Regions from separate parts of the Zea mays genome. Here region 1 is linked to region 2. A link is a contact called in public Hi-C data. All regions are on one chromosome and are shown on one strand. Each heading gives the region's core, a stretch centred on a gene start, on an enhancer-like site or on the middle of the called end of the contact. The rest is flanking DNA. Distances are from core to core; before and after follow the strand shown. Region 1 holds the start of LOC103649667 (cyanidin 3-O-rutinoside 5-O-glucosyltransferase-like). Region 2 holds the start of LOC103651743 (MAR-binding filament-like protein 1).

Region 1 (5,416 bases), core at 2,621-5,120, 160 kb before region 2:
TACTACGTTAGAAACTCAAAGATCATATGCATAGATTTTTCTTGAAAAATACTTCTATGAAAAAGCATAGCTTTGTTAGAATGTTCATTTTTTTTTCATAGAAAATATTGGCCAAAGGCTCAAAGCTATGTTTTGAAAACTGCCGTTTCCAAAATGTAAGTATTTGCAAACTTTGAGGGAGTACTGGACTCAGAGCAGCTCCAATAGTTAGCTTCCTAAAACTCGAAAACGGATAGGAGGGAAAAAATAGGGTGCGGGGAGAAACCGCATCAGGGCTTGTTCAGTTAGGGTGGATTGAGGGGGATTGGAGGGGTCCCTCCCTATTCAAAATAGGGAGGGATTGGGGATTTAATCTCCCTCAATCCCCTCCGCCTCCCCTGCAAACGAACAGGGCCAGTGTTCCAATGGGCACCTGGACGGATAGCAAGCGTGGAACACATGTATACAGTATACTTGTGAGTTGAGAAGGGGATTTGTCAAGCGTTTATCTTTTGGGAATTCAGATGCAAAACTGTTGGAGGGCTGTTTTTCCCCATCGCACGAAAAACAAACTAGGGAGTTGTTAAGGAGCTCTTGGAGATGCTCTAATGATTGTTTTGCCTTTTTCTGTTTGCTGATGTATCTCTCTTTTCCAGTATCAGGTAGGAGATACAATGAATGCACTGTGGATGGGCGGATATGCGAATTATATGACATTGGTTCTCTTTATTCCCTAACAGGGTACTCTCCCAGGTTCTCTACAAGAACAGGTTCTCTTCGGGCATTTGAGTCCTCGGAAAGTTCTACACCAAGATTTTTCAGGACAAATATTGTCAAAAGGAGTGCAACCGTTGCTTTCTCTGATGATCACCAGCCGTCGCCTTCCTTCCGCCCTCAGAGAGTTAAACGGAGCGCATCTGACCATTGGAACACTGTCATTCATGACTGGCAGAACTCAAAGCATCTCTTTCCGGGCTCGCCCCCTGTTGATATTGAGGAGCTCAAACTGCGGGATGCTGCAAGCGCAGCACAGCACGCTGCTGCCATGGCGAAGCTCAAGAGGGAAAAGGCTCACTGCCTGATGCAGAAGGCTGACCTTGCCCTCCATAAGGCCACGGTAGCCCTCATGATTGCTGATGCAATCAAATCTTCCAGCAGGAACAAGTCTCGGGATTGCCGAAGGGGATTTGATGAATGAGGAACGCTGACTTTTTTTTGCCTTTTGCCGCGAGCCCTTGGCGTATACACACAACTTGAACTCGATGCTTTTGCTGATGATGGGAGCGTGTTTGCTTATCTAATGATCGAGTCATTAGATAGCATCCCTTCCCCCCTTCTCCCCCCTCCCCCTCCTTTGCGTCTCCTGTACATAGGTTTCTTTTCATCATTCTTTTGTGCTCTTTTACCTCCCGATTAACATATTGCCCGGTGATGAATGGGCCAGGTCACCAGGATGTAGGTTAGCAATCTGGCGTGTTGTCTGAACAGCGGCTAGGGAAGTGGCGCTTTACGGAGGGTTATGGTCCTGTTGTTGCACTGTGATGCCTTTACGACATTGCATATTCTAGAAGGAGCACATGGCATATCGTGGGTCAGTGGGAGCAGTGCCACATGACCCCTCTGGGTCATAAATAATCTATTTCCGATGGCTCATAGGTTGTGTTCGATGACCTAAGCCGTCGGAAATTTTATTGTGGTCAACATATAGTACTCATTGGAATTCTGGAGGAACTTGAACATGAGGTCCAACAACCTCTTAGATATATTTTCGATTCCTTGTGTGTTCTCCAAATATTTTGCATCCAATAAACTTACAAACACTTTCTTAAAAATTTCCATGTTTTCTCGATCCCTGTAGGTGCTGCGACATATGTTTGCCTGGTCCTACGTATCGATGATTGTTCTATGTTCCAAAGAGACCCGGCCTAAACTACCTGGTCTCTTATGGTCGCGTCTAGAGCTGGCCTAGTTCAAACAAAATGTGCTTTTCAAGTGAGACAGTGACTGCTCCCTGGTTCCGTTATTCACGTGATGCCAGCAGTTCACTTCACATGGACTCATAATATTAAGTGAGAATTATATAAATTATCACGTAGACACACACCTGCAGAGAATATCAATATTATCACGTTGACACACATGTTTGCACTTGCACATGCGCTTAGAGCAACAATTAATTAAGTACAGTTGTAGATCGAGTCCCATAACCTATGTCGACCGCACGAGAGCTGACGGCCTAGTTATTCCCGCCGGCGATCTGCTTGGCGACGAACGCCTTGAGGTTCCTCTCCGACGAGCCGCCCTTCGACGCGGCGGCGCGCGCCTTCTCCCTCCACACGGCGGCCTTGGCGCGCACCATGTCGGAGGTAGCGAGGTCGATACACCTCCGCAGCTCGCCGGCCTCCAGCACCCCGTCCTTGTCGCTGACGGCGGCCCTGACGCCGGTCCCGATCCTCTCCACCAGCCACGCGTTGGTGCCCTGGTCCGTCCACTGCGGCACGCACACGACGGGGACGCCGCACGCCGTGCTCTCCAGCGTGGAGTTCCAGCCGCAGTGCGTGACGAAGCAGCCCACGGCCGGGTGCGACAACACCCGCACCTGGTCGCACCACCCCACCACCATGCCGCGCCCGCCGCCGGCCAGCGTCGCGGCGTCGGCGTCGGCGCCCTCGCTTCTGCGGTTGTCCTCCCGCAGCACCCACAGGAACGGGCGGCCGCTCTCGGACATCCCCCGCGCCACCTCCTCGATCTGCCGCCTGCGCATCACCGACAGGCTCCCGAACGAGATGTACACCACGGAGCCCGGCGCCTGTGCGTCCAGCCACTCGAGGTAGCCCTTGCCGTCCTGCGTGAACAGGTCGTTGTTGCCGCCGGCCGCCGCGTCGTCGTCCAGGAAGGAGAGGACGGGGCCGACGGGGACCACGTCCACGCCGTGCTCCCGCAGCGACGCCACCGCCTCGGGCTCCACGGCGTCGAACGTGTTGGCCAGCACGCTGGGGCTGTCCTCGCCGCCGTCCAGCCGCCCGACGAGCTCGCGGAACGCGTCGGCGACGAACGCGTAGGGGTCGTCCTCGGAGGTGGAGACGATGAACGACGGCAGGTCGCGGACGCGGAGCGGCGGGAGGCCCGGGAACCGGACGCCCGCCCACGGGTCGCCGCCCGCCGCGGCGACGGCCGCGTCGACGCCGCCCGTGGCGCGGAAGAAGTGCAGGTAGACGGCGAGCACGGTGGCCGGCTGGATCCAGTAGAGCGCGGCGGGCACGGCGTGGGCGCGCGCCACGTCGGCCACCCACGACAGCAGCAGCGTGTACACGACGAGCGTGGCGGGCCTGCCCGCGCCGCGGAGGCGGGCCAGGACGTCCCCCAGCGTGCGGGACCCCACGACCTTGACCTGGTCCATGTAGCGCGTGGCGTCGTGCACGGCGCCGTCGAAGCCGTCGTCGTAGCCGTCGGAGTAGGGCACGTACCGCACCCCCGCGCCGTCGCGGTGGCCCTCCTCCGCGTCTGCCTCGGCGCCCGGGAACATCTTGCGGAGCGCGGACACGGCCGTGCAGACGGTGACCCGCGCCCCCGTGGCGCGTAGCAGGCGGCGCGCGAGGTGGCGCGCCGGGTTGATGTGGCCCTGCGCCGGGAAGGTCACCACCAGGAAGTGCGGCTCGGGCGCCGCCCGCCTGACGAGCCCCTCCTCTACCATGGCCGGCATTGTGTTGTGCGACGAGAGTCACGGAACAACAACAACCGTACCCCAGGTCCCCAGCAGGCAGCAGCTAACTGGTGGTAGCCTGGTCCTGGTGCTGCTGTTGCACGACAAGGCTGCTGCTGCTGGAAGCTAGCGCTAGCTAGTGAGTGAGGTCGATGGCTGCGGAGACGAGCGAGTGATGATGTGGTCGTGGGGAGAGGTGGGCGCGATGCCGCCTGTTTATGCTGGGGCGAGGACGCCGGTGACGCAAGCGATGAGGAGAGCGCGCGGCCGCTGGTGGTTGTCACAGCTCAGTAGCTCACAACTCAGCAGCAGAGGGAGGCCAGGCCAGGCCAGGGCCGCCAAACGCCAATGGCAATGCAATGCATGTGTGGTGCTATGCTAGCTTGTCTTGTTTTGTTTCCTAGTTAGCCTCCTGCTGCTGCATGGCGCAACTAGCATGCATGTCAGTGGGCAGTGGGCCAGTGGCAGTGTTTGTCTTGGCCTTTGCCTTTTCTGTTCTCTCTCGTGTCGTGTGTGTGTTGCGCTGCCGACTGCCGACCGAGGAGATGAATGCAAATGCAAATGCAATGCATCGAATTGCTGAAGTGCCATTGGGCTCTGACAGTGGCCGCCACCTTCCTCCTTTGGAAATGTTTACCGGATGGAATCCATGCATTTCATTTTTCATATTTGCCACATTCAGGAAAAAGGCTGACTTTTGAAAAGACAAATAGGCGCTTACTACATTTTTTTTATAAGATAGGAGGGGCGAGCCCCTACTGAAAATTTTTATTAAAACTTTAAAATAACAGAGTTAGAAGCAGACAGAAAAGAAGATTACAAAGGATAAAACAACCTAACTACAAAGGGAAAAAGGAAAAGAGACGAAGTCTATTGCCAAAGCTAAAGCCATGCAGGAATTGTCGAATCAAAACGGCCTTTAGCCCTCAGCATGACAAGATGAAGTTCCCTTGCAAACTCATTTTTGCAATGTTGCACAGTCGGGGCTTTATTCTGAAAAAGCCATGCATTACGGGTTTTCTAAATGCTCCAGTTCATGAGAATGACAATTTCCATAGAGAATGGAACATTGAGTTGTTGCATTAGGTTTACTGCAGCGGCCTCAGGATTAGCAATTCTGGGAGACGTCAAACCAATAGAAGTCCAGCAAGCCTTTGCAAAGTTACACTTGAGGAAAAGATGGTAAAGAGTTCCTTCGTTTTGCCAGATGCAGTTCTCACAAGTGTAGGACTCGAGGTTCATATTCTTCCTTTTCAGCATATCTCTTGTATTGAGTCTGTTTTTTAGCCAAAGCCAAAAAAGACCTTATGCTTTGGTTGACACTTGTTTTTCCAAAGCGATCCGAAGATCTGGTGAACCTGGGCCTGACCCATCAAATGCTTATACGTTTTTTTGTAGAGAAAATGTCTGCTCCCCAAATGAGTTTCCAAGTATCATTTGTGTTGTTTACCATGATTTGGCCCCAGGTTGCGTCTAAGTCTAAAAATTGTTCATGAGCTTGAACCGACAGAGGAAGCTGGAAAATTTCAATAAGTTGCTCTTTTTGGAGAGCCTCTTTGATGGACAGTTTGCTATTGCGGGCGAAGGAAAATAACTCAGGGAATTGATTAGCCGGGATGCCCGAATTCCACATATCTTCCCAGAAAAGAATGGTTCTTCCATCTCCAATTTTTGGAGCAGCCAGACCCTTGTAATCTTGGACAAACGTAAGTAAGCTTTTCCACCAAAAGGAGC
Region 2 (5,290 bases), core at 524-3,023:
CTTTCTTCTAACAAACCCTTCGGATAAAAACATGCCATAAACTGCGGGAAATTGAGAAAAGGCGACATCTGGTCATGTGATGTAAACAAACTCAAATACCACTAGGAACATTTATGTGGATAATTAGTACACTATTCCAATTCTAGATTTTTTTCACCAGAATATTGAACTCCAAGGAAAACAGTCATACACTAATTCAAGACTGTGTGTTTGTGTTTCACAAATTTCCTGCAACACCTGTTGTCAATAACATAAAAAACTAGGGCCTGGATACCGATATAACTATTAGAAACCATTTGAAACCTTTCTAGAATTAGCATAGATTCCCACTAAAAATCATGTTGCTTTAAAACATTCCATTGCAGTTAATTACAGGATACATTCCATCTAAGAACAAAGCAACATCAAGCACACATATATCTAATGTGCAACATCTACTCTGCAATTGTTATAGGGTTCAGGTTTTTGAACGATAGGATTTAAATTGTTGACTTATCAACAGCAAGACCACCATTTTGTATAAGTATTTTATTACATAAACTTCAAAATTTTAGTTCTCTCATCAGTATGATTAATGCTCACAAGTGCCAACACTCAGGACAGCAACCATTGAGGAGCTAATGGGTTTTGACGTGTATAATCTGACATAAAGTTGATTGAAAGTTTGATTTTTTTAGAAGCAAACTCAACTCTGGGAACGGTTTTACCATCTACTAATTCTTCTTCATACATGCATGCCTGCTGACCTGCTCCAAAAAGGAAAAGCATGCCTGCCCCTAACATCAGAGTTGCTTAGCTCATAATCCTAGATGGATTCAATACCTAGTGTATTCTATATTCTTGCACCCACTGTCTCAAACTCTCAACAAAATAGTTGCAAATTCTCATTATTCTAGTCGGCAGATGCACATTTGAGCCAAGCACAAACAACTGATGCATTCCTATATAAGGCCGCAATGCAGCACTACATATGTAATAGGAATGTCCTCTACAGAAACGATGTGTCACCTTGATACTCTCACGCTCCTATATTGCAGAACAATTGACGTCTGTTAACATCAATCCACAGAATTGCATACGGATTTCGCTCGCAATTACTCCACAGCGTGACCAGAACCCAAGTATGACGGACGAGCGGACGACTGAGTGCGAATTGATAAACCAAAATTTACACCAGCACTGGCAGTGAATAGGATAGACAGTTAGACACTAACCCTTGACGAGGTCCACGGCCACGGGCGTGGGCGCGGCAGCAGCTTCACCGAGGCTGACGAATGGTATGGCCGAGGCGCCGAGGAGCACCACCCGCCGCGCCAGCACGTAGGCGTCGGCCGCCGTCGCAGCGGGAGAGAGACCGCCATCGAGCGGCGAGGCGGCCGACGCAACGACGAAGGCCCCGCCTCTCCGCGTGCGGCGACGGCAGGAGGTAGCGCCCGAGGAGGAGGACGACGACGACGACGACGAGGAGGCGTATTGGAAGGCGTGCGGCGGAGACGGCGACGGTGACGGCGAGAGCACGAGGTAGCCCATCCCGCGCCGGAGAAGCGAAGCCCTAGCTAGCTCACAGTCCCGGCGCTCACCTCCAGCGTGCTAGCGCGTTCGGAGTTTCGGGCGAGGCAGTGGAACTGGAAGTGGCTCAGGCTGTGCCGCTGTGGCGGTGAAGGCGCGGATTAGGGGCCAGCCATCCCGACGGAGACGGAGGCAAAAGCGCACGCTGCGAGTACGCGAGCAGGTGGTGGATCGCCACCGGAGAAAGGACATTTTTTGAGGCATGTAATTACTCTTCTACCCTCTAGCCTTTACTAATTACTATTCGCACGAAATCACGTGGCGCGCGATGCCGAGGGTAATTTGGGGTGTTAGCGAGTGGAGAGCCACCGGCCTTGTGCATAAAAGAGTGGCGAGACGGTAAATGGCAAATGCACCCTGCAGGAGGTTTATGTCGTGGCTGGAGGACGATGTTTTGGCCTTGGGTGGCTGTATCGCAAGGGCTTCTTCCGGGATTTCGTGCGGTCGGTGAGGGGGACAGGTCCGACGAGCAGGCTGATCCGGAGTGTGGGTGTGGGATTCGGCCACGTGGCTGAATGGGGCCCAGCCCACTAGAGCCGTGGGGGTTTCCTAGTGTTGGGCTTACGGGCTTTAGCTTGAAAAGGCCCAACTCATGCGGCTGTCTCTATCTGTTAGGTCTCGTATTTGGTCTTGGGCCTCATAGTGTGTTTGCAGCTCTACCAAATGGTTTAGTTCGACTTGTAACCAACCACTATATGATTGATATCTATACCACATACCACTATATAATACACCAGTTTAAACTTTATAAAACTTATCCAACTAAATCACTCTCACACTCATAGCTTACACTAAATCTATCAAACAAATTATAATCAGACTTAACACGCCATCAAAACTAATAATTCAGATCGCTGAATAATCTCCTCTCTTGCTCACTCAAATTTAATAGACGATATTATTTGGATCATCGGTCATCACTCTCAGACCCTCTCTCCCGCAGTGGCGGAGCTCTCATTATGACCGATTATGGCTACAGTCATACCTAAAATGCATTTTAGTGTAGTGGTAAGTGCATAATGGTTGCAATAAACATGTTCTAAGTTCGAGTTTAGAGCTTGCACAACATCTTTTTCTCTGTTTTTCTTTTGTCGGCTATACCAAATTATTATTTTATCCTCCGCCACGCGACCCCGCCGTCCCCTTTCCCTCCCTTCACTCGCATCGTCGCTATTGTTGATCACTTTTCTTTTTAAGATTATAGCGTTAGCATGGGCTATACGCTACTCATGAATCTGTAAAAAAATAGTATCAATCTTGTTGTAAGAGCTAGTTCGATAGACTTTTTTTTTGCACATGCAGTTGCAGGATCCAGTTGAAATGCTGCTGCGCCAAATCCGTCCGCTGGCTCCGGTTTCTTCCTCTGTCTCGGAGGCGGAGTTTCGAAATCGCCTGGTGAGGACCTGGGCCGGCGGCTCTGAATTCGATACGAGCCGCGCCTGCCTCCCGATTTGGTCCTAACGTACAACGCCTGCTCTGTTGTGCCAGTCAGCAGAGCCCATTTGGATGGGATCCGTGACTCCACCATGGATTTCAGCAACGCTACCTGCACCTGGCCGCTTTTCATCAGTGAGGGCGAGAGAGATTCGGTGTGCGTCACTGCCCTCGCCAGTAATAATGGGAACTTGTTCTTTCAGATTTTTAACACCAGCTTAGGATGGACTGACAGTAACGACGATAAAGGCTGCAATACGTATGGCACCCCATCAGTCATCATTCAGTTAGCAAACCCATCATCGCATGCCCTTTCTCCCAGGTCCTTCCAGCTCAAGCACCACCGCTGCACAGAGGAAAAGATCAAAAGAGCGATGGAAATGACTCAAAGCAGCTCGATGTCATTATCTCAGAAGACAGTAGCTGTGGCAACGCAATGCGATGCGCAGACACCGGACAGACACTGCTGCTACGAGTAGGAAGAAAAGCGAGCGAGGAAAGGGATGGCGGGGGCACCACCACTGCCCGGCCGGCAGCCTTTGGATCAGAACTACAGTGGCAGGCGACCTCCTCTCTCCTCTCTCTTTCTTTCTGAAAAAAAAAATAATGCAGATCTTCCGCAGGTTCCCAGGACGACTGGCGACAATGACCCACCATGAGCACAGCAGAGCATTTCACCGTTTTCTTCCTTCTCGGCTCCTCCATCACGTAGTACAGTTTGCTGAACCAAAAGCAACAGACTGGTGACGACGACGGCGGCGATGCGCACTGAACCGTGAACGAGATCGGCTAGGATCGCCTGTCCCACTGTCGTACTTGGAGGAGGGATGGAAAAAAACGCCTGCGGCGGCGAAACGGCGCGGTGGTGGGCCGGTGGGTGGAGGTCACGTCGCGACCACCATGCCGGCCATGAAGATGTCGTCGTTGGAGGACGACGAGGAGGAGGAGGAGGACCCAGGGGAGCCGCTGCTCGTGTTGTTCTCGGCTTCCTCCTCCAGCTGGATCTCCTGGTCCCGGCAATTGGCGCTGCAGAACGCCTTCTCCCCGCTGCAATGCAATGCAAAGCCACGCAACCAGAATCGTTAAGAGATATTATGAATCATAAGTTCATCACACGATGCCAAGAACAGTTACTCGGTTCGGTAGGATGGTTGAGTGGGAGGATGGATGGGCCAGTGCTATCGGACTGTGCAGCTAATCATGGCTCGATCGGTTTGGACCCCGCCTTTAATAAAAACCGATGGAATTTAGTAATAATTCATGATGTTGTCTACTAGCTCGGTTTAATATTCCATCGGCATCATCTGTTCTGTTCATTCTTAGGAAGTTTAACAATTTTATTTCCTCCGCCGAAAAAGAATCTGCACTGCTGTCAGACCAACAATGCACGGATCAGTTGGGTGCGGTTATACTTCGTTCAGATCAATGCTGGCCTCATGCCGATGATAGCCAGTATCTCAATCTCTTCTCTTTTAACTGAAATGCTCCCCCAAATGTGATGACGACCCTATCGACGCACTGAAGGAATCGTCAGGTTAGAATAGATAAGATAATAATGGCATACCGGTAGATGTAAATGTCGTTGCCTTCAAGCTTCTTCTTGCACGCGAAGCAGGAGCTGAGGAAGTCACCGGCGCCCGGGGCGGCGCGCTTGACCACGAAGTAGCACCCGGCGCCTCCTTCCCCCGACTCCACGGCCTTGCTGTCACCGCACCCGACCGTACGGGGCTCCAGGATGCAGTCGCCGAAGATGTGCGTCGTCTTGGGGTTGGGGCCGCGCGCGATGATGCGGGTGTAGTCCTCCGACTGCTCGATCTCGCTCGCGGAGACAGAGCCGACGAAGCGCCGGGCGGCGCTCGACGACGCCGACGCCGACGCCGGCACTGGCAGCGAGCCCGGGCCCGGGAGCTTGCCGAGGTCGAACGAGTGGCGCTTGCTGGCGAGGTGAGCGCCGGTGTCGGCCGACCCGGTGGCCTCAGGACCAGACTTCAGATCCCCGTGGCGTAACTGGAACCTGCTGCACGGGCACGGCACCGACATGCCTGCGCCGGCGCCGGCGCCGGCCGCGGCAGTGTCAGGCGCGGGGCAGCAGGACATCGTCTTACCGAGCTCCGGCTGCGAGTGCCCGCCGCAGCCCTTGGGCGGGGAGCTGTGCTGCCTGACGAGCCGCAGGCGCGGGCTGAGCAGGCAGTTGGCGGCCGCGGTGTCGGCGGCCAGCGCGTCGACGAGGCCCGGCGCGCCCCAGGTCCTCCTCGGCGAGCGCGGCGACCGGAGCAGCAGCGCCTTG

The links. Hi-C and Micro-C count contacts between places; a contact is called where the count stands out from the background.
Region 1: a Hi-C map of tassel shows a contact between it and region 2, with 4 times the contacts expected there. The contact joins the promoter of LOC103649667 here to the promoter of LOC103651743 in region 2. A contact is called at or near these places in 5 of 25 Hi-C or Micro-C datasets (bundle sheath, leaf, leaf mesophyll and 1 more).

Annotation. Positions count from the first base shown.
Region 1 is chr3:9,542,586-9,548,001 of Zm-B73-REFERENCE-NAM-5.0, reverse strand. LOC103649667 (cyanidin 3-O-rutinoside 5-O-glucosyltransferase-like) reads right to left here and starts at 3,870. Exons shown (of 1, transcript NM_001346927.1): 1 at 2,087-3,870. The coding sequence starts at 3,682. The coding sequence ends at 2,216. It overlaps LOC100383188, which reads left to right. Exons shown (of 5, transcript XM_035966145.1): 5 at 733-1,682. The coding sequence ends at 1,061.
Region 2 is chr3:9,381,612-9,386,901 of Zm-B73-REFERENCE-NAM-5.0, reverse strand. It overlaps LOC103651743 (MAR-binding filament-like protein 1), which reads right to left and starts at 1,773. Exons shown (of 3, transcript XM_020550091.3): 1 at 1,215-1,773. The coding sequence starts at 1,530. It overlaps LOC103643065 (FCS-Like Zinc finger 10), which reads right to left. Exons shown (of 2, transcript XM_008666227.4): 1 at 4,568-5,290; 2 at 3,381-4,050. The coding sequence ends at 3,888.